2 separate regions of the Zea mays genome follow, and region 2 is linked to region 1. The links are chromatin contacts, called in public Hi-C maps. All regions are on one chromosome and are shown on one strand. Each heading gives the region's core, a stretch centred on a gene start, on an enhancer-like site or on the middle of the called end of the contact. The rest is flanking DNA. Distances are from core to core; before and after follow the strand shown. Region 1 holds the start of LOC100191549. Region 2 holds the start of LOC103643927 (transcription factor MYB54).

Region 1 (5,255 bases), core at 1,177-3,676:
TTAACGAGCCAGCTCGTGAGCTAAACGAGCTATCACATTTCAGCAAAACAAAACTATATACATATCATTTACGTATCAATTGATGAATATGTTATATGTATGTGTGGTGTCTATAACCTATAAGTTAAACTAATGATTGATGAATTATGTTTATGTATGAAATTGGTCTATACGAATATAAGTGTGGGTTAAACTGCTGAATATGTGTGAATAGTGAATTAATGAGTGATGAGTTGTGTTAATTTGGTGTTATATTGATATGGTCTGTGAAACTATGAGTATAATTATTATTTTCTGTTTTAAATTAGTTTGAAATTAACTAGAAATTGATTATTATACACATATTATTTTTTCTGCTCTGGCTCGCAAGCTAAACGAGCCAGCTCGAGCTCGTAAACGAGTCGAGCCGAGCTAACTCTGTGGCTCGCTACCTTAACGAGCCGAGTCGAGCCAGCTCGTTAGCTTAACGAGCCAGCTCGAGCTCGAACGAGCCGAGCCGAGCTGGCTCGATATCCAGCCCTAGCCAAGACAGCAGAAGTGCAGGACCATGGAGGCAGGCAGCGATTGGCTTGGACGCCCCACCGCGGAAGAAAACAAGCAGCTTCCGATTCCGACCACCACCTCGCGCCACGCCACAGTCGGCAACAATGGACAGGTATGCACGGGTTTCACCGTTCAGACTTTGACCAGCGTCATTTTTTTTCTTCTTAGAGCATCTCCAACAATGCCTCAAACTAATGCCTCAAATCGAAATATAGGGCTCTACACAAGAAAAACCACTCCAACAGTGCCTCAATTCAACAAATTTTGTTAAAAAATTATAGGGCACCCTCTCAAGTGCCTCAAATATATTACACCATAGTGGGCTGCCCTATAATCTAGATTTGAGGCTTTACTGTTGGAGCAGGGTGTTTTGTTGGTGCCCTAAATTCTATAAAATTTACTTATTTTTAAATTATAAGGCATTTTTATAGGTCACGTTGTTGGAGATGCTCTTAATATTCGATTAAACAAGCGAGAAATGTGCACTTAATTAGGTCTGTTATTATGTACTTTGAACATGTCAAACATTTCTGGTTTTTTTTTGAAACTTCTCATAAAAAACAGATAGTCAAAATCCACTGTGCAGGTTCCCTTCCCCTTCCCCTTCCCCTTCCCCGGGACCACGGGGACCGGCTTGTTGTCCCCGCTACGCTTGCTGTTGCGATTCTTGCGAAGCTTCAAAGGCAGGTAGCAGAGCACCGACGCATCACACATCACACATCACTCATCCAGGGTGTCGCTGTGCCAGGGGAGGGGAACTGTTTGGTTCGTATCTCCGTCACTATCTTTCTGTAACCGGAAATTTTTTATAAAAAAATCACAGAAATCGATTCACTTTTCTATAAGAAATTGTAGAGACAGAAAATTTCAAAAGGGGCTTGAAAAGCAAAAGGAGGAAGAACTTGGCCCATTGCCCCATGCCACATTGGGAGGCAGAGGCACGAAGGCAGTATTGCAGTAACGAGCATTTGATGGGTGGCCTGGGCAGTGGATACTCGATCATTTTGGATTGTTTTTTCAGTACCTACTGGTTCTCTGGATCCAGGTTGCCATGCCATCCATAATATAAATAAACTACTTAGATAAGAGATCCAAGCTCCAAGGCCAGATCAGAGGCCAAGTGGGCCAATGAAAAACCAGGAGCCCTGTTTAACTATTGTTCAACCGCAATGAACCCATCAAAAACGAGGGGGCGAGCAAAAGGGAAAGTGGGGAAAGGAAGGATCTGGTTTGCGCGTTCGGGATGAGGACAGGAACCACGCTATCATCATGACCCGGAACTAGCCATACATATCTGCGGCTCGATCAATGAGCGATCGACGGAGCAACAAGCAGGAGCGGCGCAGCGAGCGTACCTGCAGCTCGGTGGTGACGGGGTACTCGTCCATGTCGACGTAGTTCTTGTTGACGGAGGCCTGGATGAGCTTGTCGCACTCGGGCTCCATCCACGTGGTGACGAAGGACGCCAGGTTCAGCCGCGGGTTCCCGTCCAGCATCAGCTCGTCGTTGATGATCTGGTACGCCGCCTCCTTGGGGATCGACTGCTCCGGCATCCGGTACCTGCGGGCGGGCGGTCAGCGGCGGGTAGCCCAACGAAGAAAACCGCGGCGCGTAAATAATGCTCTCGGCTCGAGCGAGACAGCGCGGAGGGAAGGCAGGGAGGAAGGACGTGCCTAGGAAGGGAGGTGCGGACGTAGCGGGACGCGAACGTCGAGTGGACGGACTCATCGGAGCCACCGACGCCGTGTGACAGCACCATCTCGTCGATCTCTCGCCGGCGGGGGAGGAACGAGGGCGGGGGGTTCCGCTGCTGGTGGTGGTGGCGGCTTGGGGGAGGGGATAGCAGTATAGCACAGAGCAGGAACCGATGCCCGACGCGGTCCAGTTGCTGGCTTTGCGTGCTCGCATTAATAAGAACGCGTGGTGACACTGGAGATAGCAATGGCTACAAAATAGCAGAATGCGTTGGTCTAGTAATTAAGAACGCGAGCAAGCTAATAAGACTAATCACAGTGAGGATTTCATGTCCCTATTTCTAAAAATGTCACATCAGCTTTATAGATGAATGAAACATCTTCTCTTAATGTAGAATTTCATCTCACTATTTCATATGTCAACGTACTTCTTAAATGCTGCATATAAATAACTAAAAGAATTTACTCAATTATACGAAGATAAAACAAAACACTCTCTGTGAAGATTTCACACAGTTTTCCAAGACATTGGGAACTAGTTAACATGGTTTCATCCCCACAAAACTCCATGAAACTCTTCCTTCTTAAATGATGTGACATGTCATCAAAATAGCTGATGTGGCAGACTAATTAATACATGAAACACCTCATGAAACCTCCATTATGATTAGCCTAATATAGCTTAAGGTTTTATGACATTGTCATGCCATCTATAATAAACTAAAAGTCTGATTATACTAATAAGATGTCCACTAGAAAATGATTGTCTTGTGGTCATCCTCATACAGAGAGCCAGCGCCCCTCACACCTCCTTCTGTTGGAGGTGCTCGTCGTGTCGTCGTCGTCGCGCCATTCTCAACAGTCAACATCGAAGAAACACTTTCTTGCGTTGAAGATTTCAACATCATTTCTGCCCCGCTCCCACATCATCCCATGCGTTCGTATCTCCTTCACCCTCTCGATTATCGACCATGATCGTGATCGTTTCGTAATGGTGACGTCATCTCCACCGCCTCCCCGTCCGTCCCTATTCTCACATCAAGCTAGACTGCTCTACTGCAGATCTATAGCCTCTGACTATCCATCCTGTTTGAAGACGAACGATCGAAGAGCGCAGTAGGCAGGGTCGTACCAGCTGTTGCACCATAAGTAGCCTAATAGGCCACCTAGCTCGTATGTTCCCACTTGGTCACCCAAGTGCCGTTGTCGCGGGCGGGCCGTAGAGCTCTCGTGGCATCGCCACTCCCGACCCAGTTGCAAAGCTAGCGCAAGCTTGTCTTGGGCCGTAGAACTCCCATGCAGCACCAACACCACCATCACATAAGCTTCCACATGGCTATGGAGAGCCATTGCCCATCCCCCTTCCCCACCCACCCGCTAGGGGGTGGTGCTCGTTGTGTTATCGTCCTCACGCATCTCCGATGGAGAGCAACCCCCACCCCTCGCCGCCTTGCCCCCTCTATCTGGATCAACGGTAGAGAACAAAGCAAGAGAAAGAGAATGAGAGAGAGCGCGTTGTGGGGTGCGTGATGGCACGGGTGGGAGGGGGTGCATTGTCACACCCGGATTTTAGGGGTCAAAAACCCGGGCGCGAACCTAAACACCAGGTGTGCTGGGACCAAGTCTCACACATATGATGCATAGTGGCACAGGATCGAATGTCACATCGTTACTATATAACAGGAGTTCTGTACAAAAATAATTAAATAATTACATCATATGAGGAAACGATCCAGCAACCCAAAGTTGACTGGGAGACGACGGCCTAGACCACTCACGAACTCATCACAGCATCCTCCACGCGCCTCATCCTGTGGTACCTGTTCTTGACCTGTGGGGGGGGTGTGAGACAGCAAGAGTGAGCTCACATACGTTCATCGCTCAACAAGTTGTGGGGAATAATGTGCATGAACTCGCCAAAGGTGAGAGCTCACGTGAAGTGTAAGGCTTACCAAAGAGGATGGTTAGAGCTGAGCATTGCTTTTAAAGTTGGTCAAAATTTTATTAGCAATTACTAAGTATAAGTAAATACCAACCCAATTAAATAGTAGAACAGAAGTAACAACATCACCTGCGATGCAATGCATATGGCAAATTGAATTTAAGTTCCATAAATTAATCATGTGAGGGTCCGAGCTGCTCATGACCGTGAGCACGGCTAGTATACCAGTTTTACACTCTGCAGAGGTTGCACATCTTTACCCACAAGTCATGTTACCCATCTGCCAAGGGATCGCGACTTCCCATACACCTCTACCGAGGAGGCGAGGCAGGGTAACACTACGAGGCCTTTACAAAGTTCCACTAGCTTCAGAAAACCCGCTACAGTTTATAGGAAGCTCCAATGCAGGAATCCCTTGCAGGACCGCCATCGCAGCAAAATCCTCCCGAGGGCCTCCCTACACTGACCACTCCCCTACTGCCCTTGCCCCTTTCGGGTAAGGTAGTCCTCCACTAGCTTTCCTAATTAATCAGCCAAGGGCGTCCCATTAAACCCTTGTGGTAGCACTGTTTTCCCGGGTGGTCGCTCCATGTTCCAATTAACATAATGATCTTATCATGAACGATAAATAACAACGGATAACAAAAGTATAATCATGAGTAATGTATCTTCATACCCAAAACCACATAAAGCACTAGCAAGTACTACCCAAAAAGTTCAATGGTAACAAGGTATAAAGATAATCAAACTAGGGTAACCTATTGGGTCCCATCAAAATTAACCTATGCAGATCATTATGATTAATCAGAACATGGCTGGGTAAAAAGAAGTGATCAAGGGCACAACTTGCCTGGGACTTGAGATTCCAGGTACCAACTTGCTTTTCGGAAGACATGTGTCCTCACTGCTAAACGTAGTAATACAGACAAACATGTATAGGCAAAATTAACATTACACTAAACATAAGAATAAACTGCATAATAATATTCTAAGTGATGTTACGAGATCGTAGAAATAAGAACCACTAAATTCGGAGCTACGGTTATTAAGTTATGAATTTCCAAAATTATTTAGTG
Region 2 (5,507 bases), core at 2,888-5,387, 160 kb before region 1:
AACCCGTGAACCCGTGGGTTTTTTAAACCCGACCAAACCTAGTGCATATTGTCATTTTATTTTATATACGAACAACAAACTTGTTATTCCTTATTTACTTCATAATTTTTATCAATTGGTGAATGTATCAGTAGTCGGTGAGAGTGTTGCTTGCTTGCTATTATAGTTTTTACTAGCGTTATATATGTGGTGGATGGATAACTTAGTGCAAGGTCACTTAATTATACAACTTATTATTTGTATTTCATTTTCTCTACTAATAATTTTTATACCAAATCATGAACTCGTTGTTCATTACATAAATTTTGGATCATGATATCATTTATCATTACGATACTTATTAATTATGAGAAGAACAAGTATATTAGAGATGAAACCCGCGGGTAACCCATGGGTACCCGCAAACCCGATGGGTACGGGTTTGGGCAAAATCTCAAACCCGTCATGGGTATGGGTTTTTTAATGGGCATAGATATTTTTCACGGGTACGGGTTTGGGACGGCAAAACCCAGCGGGTTTGTAGCCGTTGCCATCTCTATTCCTTCCCCCCTGCTGATCGATGATGCTGACATCTCTGGCACGCATAATGATTGTTAAGTACCGGATCAGTTGCAAAACGGCCGAAAAATGTGTACTTCTCCAGTTCGCTGCCGGGGCAACACAACGTACACGCATGACTTTAAATGTAGGCACACGCAGCGCACAGTAGCTTTCTGCACAAGCGTGGTCATTATATTAATTGTTCCTTTCTGGTCAGTAGTACAGTATAGTTTCTTTTCTTTTTCTTCTAGATGAAGGGTTAGTAGTAGTTTCTATACTGGCACATAGTGAGATTTAGTTTTAGATTCGTTTCTTTGGGAAACAGAAACGATAATAATCTCGTAGTAGAAGAGTTGTCTGGTAGTTGCATTGTTTGGTGTGCGAACTGAAACTTAGTCAGCACGTGTTATATATATGACTAAAACGTTATGTGTAACAGTGACACAAGTGTAGCTTTTGGTTAAGTTGCTTGTGATGGGACGACCTGCATATCCATCATATCTAGCTAATTAGATAATATGCCAGACTAGCTAGAGGTGCGCATGCAGAGGTGGATTGCGATTATGTATATAGGTCTGCATTTGTAGAGAGTCTAGAGACGAGTGTATGTGTTTTTTTTTTAAAAAGAAACATATTGACACTGTAATAATTTATTATAAAAAGACAACTAATTTCCTCTCAACCAATTTCGCCAAGGACAACACACTAATAATTAATATGTAGAGAAATGCATGCGCTTTATTTGTTTTGACTAAAAATCCACGCTGACGACCGAGTACTAGACTAACTTATTATCCATGCATTCACATCATGAACAACCTGCAGTACCTAGTTAAAACATCATCAAGTCATAAACACACATGCCTGAGACATATCGACCGTCCGCTCATAACGACTTATTCAGCTTTGCACACACAGTACATGAGCATTTGTAAAAGTACTTTCAGGTTTGTTAAGTGTCATGTCTAGCACATAGTAGCGACAGGAGTCTTCACCGTCACACCGTCTTTGCTAGGATAATGTCACTAAAGCGATTCGACGACAGAAACGTGAATGGATGAAGTTTCGTCACCGAGAAAGTCGACAAATATCAATTACCTACTGGATCTCAATTTATCTCCTTTTTTTCCAAATGTTTTTTTGTTCAATCAAACATGCCATCATAGAGCTGGAAGTCATCCTAGACAAAGCGAGAGTACACAGTGATTTATTGACGGTAAAGCTACCTCTAGCTAAAGGGCTAATATATATAGTTCAATATCACACGTATATAACGAATTATCAGGCGCTGCATTAATAAAGTATTTCGATGGTAATATCTCTCGTGATATAAATCATGCATAAATTCAGACGGTAGGTGTGCTCTGATCAGTTGTAATATTAAAAACGGACAGGGGGGAATCAAACATTATATATATATATATATATATATATATATAACCTACAAATATGGATGAGATAATAATAAATTCCTCGTTTATACATCTCAGAATAATTTTGCACATGTCCCCCCAACGGTGGATATATATGGACAGATATATGTATACAACAATAAATTACAATATGTCATATGCACGGTGCATTTTGCTTCCTCTACAAGTACGTTTGGTGTTAGACGACGATTGCTATTTGCAGCATGCCTGCCTCTTTCACAAAGCATTACAACCTGCTTTGGATGCATCCCTAGTTAAATATATAGATAAAAATCACCGGCGGCGATGGGAAGCCCCAACCTCCAGGAAATCTATGAACTGCACCTGCCCTTCGGCTTGATCGTCATCCCGGCTCTCCGCCTCTTGCTCCTCAATGCTCGAACCACACTTGGTGTCGCTCGAGTTCGCGTTCACTTGGAGGAAATCGTAGAATTCGACTGATTTGTTTGCGTCTGCAGATCAGATTCGAAATGGCATGTAATTAGTAAAGTTGATGAAAAATGTGTCTTGTATATATGGTAGTAGCTAGCATACATGCAGTACGTAGTAGTAGCAGTATTCACCTTCGTTAGTATTTGAACAATAGCCCTGCTGCTGATTGCTATCATGGTTAATGGCAAACGGGACGGCGGAAAATTCTCTTCGGTACTTGTCTAGCAAGGAGGCCATGCCGCTCGCGTCAGGCCTCGGCTTCTTATTGGCGCTCCTAGGGTTACTGCCATCTTCGGCAGCAGCACCGGTGGCGACGACGACGGCACCAGCACCAGCAGCAGCAGCGCCGCCGGCACGCCTGTTCGACAGCCGCATCCGCTCCCTGCACCGCCGCGCCATGATCACATGCCAGTGGTTCTTGACGGCGTTGTCGGTGCGCCCCGGGAACAGCCTGGCGATGACGGCCCAGCGGTTGCCGTGGACGCGGTGGGAGGCGAGGAGCAGCTCCTCCTCCTCCTCCGAGAAGGGGCTCCGGTTGATCCTCGGGTCCAGCTGGTTGAACCACCGCAGCCTGCAGCTTTTCCCTGAAAAGATTCAATTTTTCATTTTAATTAGGTTATTATACAGCTCCTCAATCACGCTAGCTAGCTAGCTGTTCTCTCTTGGGGCGTGCATGCGCAAGCTAGCTAGCTTAGCTACTCCATGGCCAGTAGCTCGTGCGAGAAGGAACACGGCCACGTACTCAGGTAAATTAGAAAGCAAGAAAAGCTGAACTCGGTAGATAGAGAGGGTATATTTCTAGACAAAATTGCTCTACAAGTGACACGGATATGACATGCACATCAAGGCGAGAGTATATAGTGGAGCTAAAAAATGGCACCTCTCTCTGATATGACACCCTAACAGATCTAAACTTCCTTTAACTAACTAAACCCATATGCATGCATGCCCCAATTGCAAAGTCAAACCCCAACGCGAGCAATATTGGTGGATCAACGAGAAGGAAGGAAATTAGCTCTTGGTGGATATATATAGCTCACCAAATCCAACCCGAAAAAAAAACTCAGACATGTATATACATGCTTAATAATATACGATTTTTAGTTTTGATAATCATACAGACATAGTAGCATCAGCACACAGCACCCGTACCTGATCTCCCTTGAAGCTTCTCGGCGATGGCGTTCCAGTTGTGCGGCCCGTACAGCGCAACGAGCTCTTTCAGCTTCTCGTCCTCCGACGGCCTCCAGTGGCCCCTCGTGCACATCCTCGATCGACCGATCGCCGAATCAACAGCAGCCTGCAGCTGCTATCTGAATTGAAGCTCTATTCCTCCAATAATCCTGCACCGTTTCTTGCTTGCTATCTTGAAGCTCCCTATAACTATTAACTAAAGCCGCCACCGCAATCGAGCGTGGAATAAATTAATCGGCAGCATGCGAAGAAGAGAACCAGCAACTGGCCGGCTAGCTAGGTGAATAGGTGATCGATCGATTAATCGGCGGCTGGAGGGAGCTGAGGGAGAGACGATGACGAACAAGGGAGGATGATATGGGGAGGAGGGCAACAAACAAAAGGATGTAGAGAGAGGTCAGAGGCCAGCACAGGAGAGGGATAAGGGCCGGGGGTATATAAGGAGAAGGGAAGAAGGGAAAGTGCTCTCGTTGCGTGGTTGATCGTTAGTGAGTGAGAAGGTAGCGAGTTAGGAGATGGTTACACCAGAGTTCGTTTGATGCTACGTGTGGGCTAATTAACGGGTGGTTTTGTGCGTTAAGAAGGGATCGAATAGAAAACGTCAGTTACATGCTATAGGTCCACAAGATCGACTAACTACCTCGCCGGTTACACTCGTTCAACAAACAACACACATAACTAGAGGGAGACCACATATGCAGGGCCCCGCCAGCGAAGCATAATCTGCATGTGCTGTAGTGCTAAGCAGCAACACACATGACGGCATTATTAGTTCCAAGGGAAATGGTTTTATTATTATTATTATTATTATTATTATTATTATTATTATTATTATTATTATTATTATTATCACTGGTGGAGAGCTATAAAAGAAATATTTGAATATATTTTCATATACATGCATGCATGCAAGTATATGCAACTGCTATGTCGAGGCAATTTCTTATTTCATATATACTAGTAAAGTTTCTGGTTCATTTCTCGGCCCTTTAGAATATAAATCGGCACTGCAGTAAATTTATTTCTTCCCTATATGACAGTACCGTTAGTTCCCTACGTAAACATATTTACATATACATACATGGTGTATATAGGTGTAAGTGTATGCGTGTCTGTAATAATAAGATCGATGTTTATTCAAAAAAAATAATGGTCTAATTAACAAGGTGGTTTCTTTTGATAGACATAGACCACCATTTAGTATTTGTACCTCATTGTTAATGAGGAATATTAGCATGTACGTACCTTTCAGAGAGATCACTTGTTGTTTTCCCGATCATAAGCCTGCTTGATTATCCTTGTGTAGTGCTGATGAATCCTTCACCTGGTGGCGCACCTAATTAATGTCATGGGGAGTTTTGGGAGGAGGAGAAACGGGAATGAAAGAGATGCGTTGGGGTGGGGGGGGGGGGGGGGGGGCAGCAGGGTTGCTTATTGGTGGGGGGAATTCTGTTGCTCAGGTCTCAACATCCCTCTGATGTTTCAAACCTACAACGTCTACTTGAAACCAACCCATCACTCTCCCGGCCTCCCCGATCTTATAGTGTGTGCTGGGCACCTAATTATAGTAACATAACATCCCCTTAAAATATATTCTGCGTTAACAATCAACAATGTTATGTTAAAATAAGTCATCTGTAATCTCTGTAGAATGCATGGTGAACTTGGTATTGTTTCTCTTAATTTGTTCGACTACTACTCCAGCATAATATATACATCCGTATCAATGTAACCTTAATTATATAAGTACATAACATATTTTAAAAAAAGAAGATAAAAGGGACAAGATTCTGCATGTAGCCGTAGTAATCAGATCATCATCCAACTAGCTAGTCGTTGTGGGTTTTCTAGTGCTGTTGGGCGCCTCAGACCTACCCGCGCGCGCCCAATCTACACGCTTCTCTAATA

Evidence for each region. A called contact is a pair of places that touch in the nucleus more often than the background predicts.
Region 2: a contact with region 1 is called in a Hi-C map of leaf, with 6 times the contacts expected there. The contact joins the promoter of LOC103643927 here to the promoter of LOC100191549 in region 1. A contact is called at or near these places in 5 of 25 Hi-C or Micro-C datasets (ear, endosperm, leaf and 1 more).

What each region holds. Positions count from the first base shown.
Region 1 is chr1:276,003,799-276,009,053 of Zm-B73-REFERENCE-NAM-5.0, reverse strand. It overlaps LOC100191549, which reads right to left and starts at 2,426. Exons shown (of 7, transcript NM_001136979.3): 1 at 2,217-2,426; 2 at 1,899-2,103. The coding sequence starts at 2,302.
Region 2 is chr1:276,168,172-276,173,678 of Zm-B73-REFERENCE-NAM-5.0, reverse strand. It overlaps LOC103643927 (transcription factor MYB54), which reads right to left and starts at 4,137. Exons shown (of 3, transcript XM_008667097.4): 1 at 3,558-4,137; 2 at 2,537-2,989; 3 at 1,995-2,425. The coding sequence starts at 3,672. The coding sequence ends at 2,247.